Regions from separate parts of the Rattus norvegicus genome. Here region 1 is linked to region 2. A link is a contact called in public Hi-C data. All regions are on one chromosome and are shown on one strand. Each heading gives the region's core, a stretch centred on a gene start, on an enhancer-like site or on the middle of the called end of the contact. The rest is flanking DNA. Distances are from core to core; before and after follow the strand shown. Region 1 has its middle 17 kb from the start of Tlcd4. Region 2 holds the start of Rwdd3 (RWD domain containing 3).

Evidence for each region. A called contact is a pair of places that touch in the nucleus more often than the background predicts.
Region 1: a contact with region 2 is called in a Hi-C map of liver, with 3 times the contacts expected there. The contact joins the enhancer-like site here to the promoter of Rwdd3 in region 2. A contact is called at or near these places in 3 of 12 Hi-C or Micro-C datasets (kidney and liver).

The regions. Positions count from the first base shown.
Region 1 is chr2:212,020,366-212,023,212 of GRCr8, forward strand. It overlaps a transcript of Tlcd4 not described here. Among named protein-coding and RNA genes, the nearest start is that of Tlcd4, 17 kb to the left of the region's middle. Within about 2 kb of position 1,271, at least 13 of the 93 cell types and tissues checked have an H3K27ac peak or open chromatin away from gene starts, as enhancers often do. A contact at or near this core is called in liver, where this site is marked.
Region 2 is chr2:211,932,167-211,935,085 of GRCr8, forward strand. Rwdd3 (RWD domain containing 3) reads right to left here and starts at 1,426. Exons shown (of 5, transcript NM_001128152.1): 1 at 1,322-1,426. The coding sequence starts at 1,406.

The sequences.
Region 1 (2,847 bases), core at 21-2,520, 88 kb after region 2:
GGCAATATCCAGGTTTTCAAAAACATGAGAAGTGGGCCTGGAGAGGTGGCTCAGTTGGTAAAGAGCCTGCTATACAGTCATGAGGATCTGCGTACATTTGGATCTCCAGCCTCCCCTGGAGAGGCGGCTCCCACCTACAGAGATAGAAGGATGGCGGAGGCTCTCTAGCCAGCTAGTTCAGCCAAACACTGAGCTCCAGTTACAGCGGTGATGCTGTCTTTAAAACCAGGGTGGAAAGAGCCAGGCAGGTGTGATAGAGGCCAAGCCTTTAATCCTAGCCTTTGGAAGCAGACAGATCTCTATGAGTTCCAGGCCAGCCTGGTCTACAATAGTGAGTTCTAGAACAGCCAGAGCTACATAGTGAGACCCTGTCTTGAAAACAAGCAAACCAACAAAGTGGAGAGTGACCGGTAAAAACAGGATGTGGACTGCTGGCATGCACCCGCACACACATAGCATGCATTAACAGCTGGCCAGAGGCAAGTATATGTCTGAACTCTCCTGCTCTGCCGAGTGAGTTCCAGGACAGTCAAGGCTACACAGAGAAATCCAATCTGGGTGATTGTGGGGAGGAGAAAAAGACAAAAAAGAAAAAAAGAAAAAAGGCAAATAAATTATAAAATGTGATGTAAAAATATTGGTACACTTAAGAATCACATGTATTAGAGCAAGCATGTTAATCAAGCAAGACTGGTTTTTAAAACTGTTGCTAAAACGAAAGTTAGGGGGCTTTTGAAACTTAATAATAAAAAAAACTAAAAATTCCTCAATGAAAACTCCTTCTTGCCGCCATTCTATCAAATAAGCACACTAAGCATCCCAAGTTACGCTTTTCTTTTCCTTTGTAGTACTGGGGGCTCAGCCCGTAACCTTACAGAGCTGTCTCCCCTACTGTGTGTAACCTCAGCCCCAAAATAACATCTTTCAATGGATTTCTAAGTACGCTTGGAGAGAATTAAATAAAATGAGCCTAACCAAGATATACTCCCTCCTTATGCCCCCAAACTGAAAGTTAAATTAGAGCCAACGTAGAAAACTCATCAGCGTATAGCTGTCTCTAGAGTCTGTGATCCAAAACTGGGCTCACAGGAGTAGCTGGGCAGAAACCCTAAGTTGGAGGATATGAGATGTTGATATTAATGAAACCTGGATCGAAAGCATTGGACAAAGGTCAGACAGGTTTAAAAGGGGAGGGGAGGAGGGTGACATTAAACGCCTAAAAAATTTCACCTGCAGTCAGAAAGGTACAACAGGATCCAGAGGATCCAAAAGGAGGATCCAACTAGGTCAGATGTCAATGACAAAATCTAGCAGTAACTAAGCAACAGGCTCTGATACCTGTGTACTTTCTTCGGTTGGTTTCTTTTACCTGGTGGTGGGAGTGTTAGGTGGTGGAAGTCAGATGTTAATCGTTAGGGAAAAGGGAAATCAAAAGCCTGAAGAATAGTTTCTGCCTTTGACCAACCCCAGGGCACACGGCAGCAGAATCAGCTGCCTGACACTGGTTGAGGCAGAAGCTTGAATTGGATCATGGACCATAAAATAGGCCTCTGAGGAAGTCCTGATAGCCTAGCCGAGTTATAGACGAGAATGAGAATACTGTTCCAATTCCTGGTGAGGCGAGCAGCCAACTTCTTACTCAGTGCAAGCAGCAAGGGAGGCTTAGGAACAACGCACCCCCTGAGCTTTGCTCAGAACTTCTCGGAGCCAGGAAGTGTGAGCCTCCTACTCATCCTTCCCACATCTGAGCCCCTGCTCCCCTAGGCGGCCCACAGAAGTGGACATGACCTAAATCCATCAGCTATTTTGTTCTGGCCCGTTTGTTTTCCTCACAAACTACAAAGAAAAGGCTCTTGCTCCAAAGAAATCTGCTTTGAAATCCAAATGCAGAGTCCTTTCCACGCTTCGTCCCCCTCACCCTTCCAAAGCAACTGCTTGGCTTTGCAGTGAAAGAACAAGTGGGAAGGAAGTCCCTGTCTGCCCCTGCCCCATCCAGCTGCCTTTGGACTCTGAGTCTCATATCCTCACACACTAGACAGGTCCCACACGCCCTTCCGTCCACAGACAGACCCTGATAGCCCTCAATCACCCCTTCCAGTATCTCTAGGCCACCCCGCCCTACCCTACTTGGTTTTCCACTGATTAAACAAACGGCAGACTAGAGGTTAGGAGTTTTCCAAAAACTGCAACTAGAAACAGAACAAGAATAAAAACTTGTTTTAGATACTCATACACTTATTTGTGTTCTGGGTCTCAAAGTAAAAAAAATGCACTTTCTGGTGTCCTGGCCCAGTAATGTTTGGAACACTGCTCCTATCAGGTCTAGGGCATTGGTCCCACTGTTCAACCCCTCCTTTCTCCCACGTGGTTTAAGCTCTGGGTGCAGCCATCTTCAGGGACTACTTTCAAGAGCACTGGGCTGTTATACCGCCTTACACGCTCCTCCTGTATCCACAGGATTACCTCTTCCCAAATACAACCATGTTATCTGAGCAAAGAAACCTCTTTTCTAGCGCTGCTTTATCTTGGCTTCACCTGGTATGGGATCTGCAGGCCTTTGAAGGAAAACAGGCCTCAGAGCATCAGGGTTCCATTTCTCAGTGAGCCGCCTTTCACGCTTAAGAGAATACACTGACAAAGTGCTTTGGGCTCCTTTATGAAAGTACCTCATTTTCCTGATGGGACGTGTTCCTAACAGATAGTTACATATCCCGTGAATATAGCTGTCCTTACCACCCAAAGTCTGTTTGCCATCCCAAGGACAGATGGGATGTCCACCTCCTATACTGCTCTTTTTTTCCTCCTCACAGGGCAAGGGGAAGTAGGGAGAGAACCAGGAAACCGTCT
Region 2 (2,919 bases), core at 176-2,675:
TGCTAACCAATTAGGATGCTACCCAATCAGAAGAGGGTGACAAATCCCTACAATAAATCCTTTCATAGGGGGATCTTAAGGAAGTTTCAAAAAGATAAGACAGGTCTAGGCACTTAAAAAGAGAGCAGCTCCATTTTTCTAGAAAGTTCACATTGCCTGAAATATCACAGAGCACCACAAGGGTCTGCAGATGGGTGCGTGCAAGAAGGGATAAAAAGAAAGGGTGAACTCCCAGAGTCTCTGACTTACCATATGGAAACCCAAAGCCCTCTTAATGTAGCTTCCTTAGGTCTAGCACTTTTCACACTTTGTTCTTAGAGGTAAGCCAATGTATGGTCAGAGAGGCGATTTCAATAGCAGTTACAAAGTAACAGTAGAGTGATGGCTCCTATTGACGTCAGAATGTACATGACTTATGACAGCTCGGGGGAGAAGGGAGGATGATCTGCATCAGCACACTTTCCCAAAAGGGGGGAGTCGGGGGCACTTAGTGGTCAAGAGAATTGACTGTACTTCTGGAGGTCCTGGGTTCAGTTCTCAGCACCTATAGGGCACACGGCTCCCAAACCTCAGTAACTCCTATCCCCTGAACGCCCTCTTCTGGTCTCCTTGTGCAGTGGGCACACATCGTACAGGTATATACTGGCAGGTAAAACACACAAACACATTCAGAAAAAACTTTAAAACTTAAATGTGTGTGAGTGGAAGAGGGAAACCAAGGCAAGAATGAAATTTCAGCTTTTTAAAATAAAAACAACAACAACAATAATTGCTTTACAGATTATAAACTCTCAGAGAAGGGGCTCGGTGTCATGCCTATGTTAGAAGAGAAGGCATTCATGAATGCGCGCTGCATGATTACACATCTAGCAGGAGTCTGGAACTGGCTGCCACTTTTCAGCAGCCTAAAAAGATAAAAATAAAAAAATTTTTTTAAGAAAAACAAAACGAAAAATAAAATAAAATCAAAGCCAATCAACTCTGGAGAATTCAAAGCTTCACCCAACCTACAACAACCTTTTCCTGACTGCCTTCCCCGTGGCTGACAACCAAATACTGCGTACTGTTGTCAAGGACGTAATGCACAAATGCTTATGGGGGTACTGACTATTTGGAGGGGCTGGATTCCATGAGGAGGGCAGTGCGCACTGTTTAGTGGCCAGAGAGCACAGGGGAGAAGGAGAGCGAGCTCAGGGAAGGCACTGCCAGCGCAGGCCACCCCCAACCCCGACAACTCCCCTCCCACTCCTACGCAAGGCCACAGGACACCGGGTCTCCCGGGTCCCCGCAGTGGCCGCAGGGTGAGAGGCAGGGTATTCACCTGAACAGCTCAACATCTCCCACTCGTGGGGCCCGCAGAAGATCGCGGCCAGCGCCGAGAGTTCCTGCCTCATCTCCTCCGCCATTTCCGCGTGACCAGAATCCGAAGCCGCTTCCGCCGCCTCCCGGAGCAGAGCGCGCACACGGCCACTGGGGGGCGCCCGAACCTCACAGCCCGGCAGGCTGGGGTGGGCGTGTCTATGGGCGTGGCGAATGTCTGAAAGCTCCGCCCAGGCCCTTTTGCTCTCTAATTCCAATTCGAAGTTCCTTCATTCCCAGAGTTTTTGCCCCCGTTGTTTTCTAGAGCTGAGAGAGACCTGTAAAGCCCCAAAGACCCTACAAGAACACCCAAGCGTGAACCCCTGTGCTTGACCTACACTAGGCTGGGAAGAGATGGAGAGAGTAAAAGAAACCTAAACAAACAAGAAAAGCCAAACAAGGCGAGCCCTTGGTCTTTTGAACCTTAGGTCCCGAGATGTTGCTGTCAGTGATCCTCGCAGTCGGGATATTTCAGAAAAGACTTTGATAATAACCTCCAAGATACTGAACTGGTCACTAGCCCCAGGCTTACAGACAAGGTCTAGATTCCCGGGCCTCTTTTCTGTCAAAGGTGCAGAAAAGAGGAGGGAAGATTGAGAGGAGACTCCCTAACTAGTGGGATAGGGTCCAAAACCATAAACTAGCTTTGACAATTGGTTTGGTTTGGTTTGGTTCGGTTCGATTCGGTTCAGTTCGGTTCGGTTTGGTTCGATTTAGTTCGGTTTGGTTCAGGTGATATTCGATGCATACAATATAATGTGTCTATTTCCACTGTGGCCCCTGAAGCTTAATGGTGAAATCACCATCATTGAATCTTGACCTAAACTTTAAAACACATGCAGTAACAATGGGATAACAGAACGGTCAATGCATCGTGTTCCAACCTCGACTTTGGTGAGCAAAATTAATTTGTGGTAAATAGTTCTTTCTAGGTGTGTTTAACTTGTTTTTTGTTTTTGTTTTACAAATAAAAATTTTAAATTCTGCAGCTCCCAGAAGCCCTGACTCACTCGGGGAGGTTCCCTACCTCTAGTTTGTATCAGAAATAACATTCTGTGTACATCAAAGAACTTAAGTAGGTCTACAGTAGCTCATTTCACTGACTTCTACAAGTCAGAATAATTTTACCTGGCCCTGATCCCAATCACCATTTCTGTTGCTAAAGGGGAATTAGAAAAAGGAAGAGAAATTGGCTTCCAAGCAGAGAAAGGAAATCTGACAAGATAGACCAGAGAAGCTTTCCCAGGGATGCCCTGAGATTTCAGTGACCCCAAGCAATTAGGGACCATGCTGTGCACATAATTAGAAAGATAAAGGTTTATTTAAACACATAATTATCTATAATGTGGCCAATTTGTATTAGAAGAAAGAAAAAAATAATTCCTTTGAGTTATTTCCAAAATAGCAGTTCAATCAAGTTCAGTGGGTTCGTAATTAACTGTTAGAGAGATTTGGGGAACAGATTACACTTTTGATTTACAATATCACTCTGTTATTCAATTTTAGTTTAAAGTCCAGTGTTACTGTTAAAAGTAATGGAAAAGATATTAATGTGGTTAT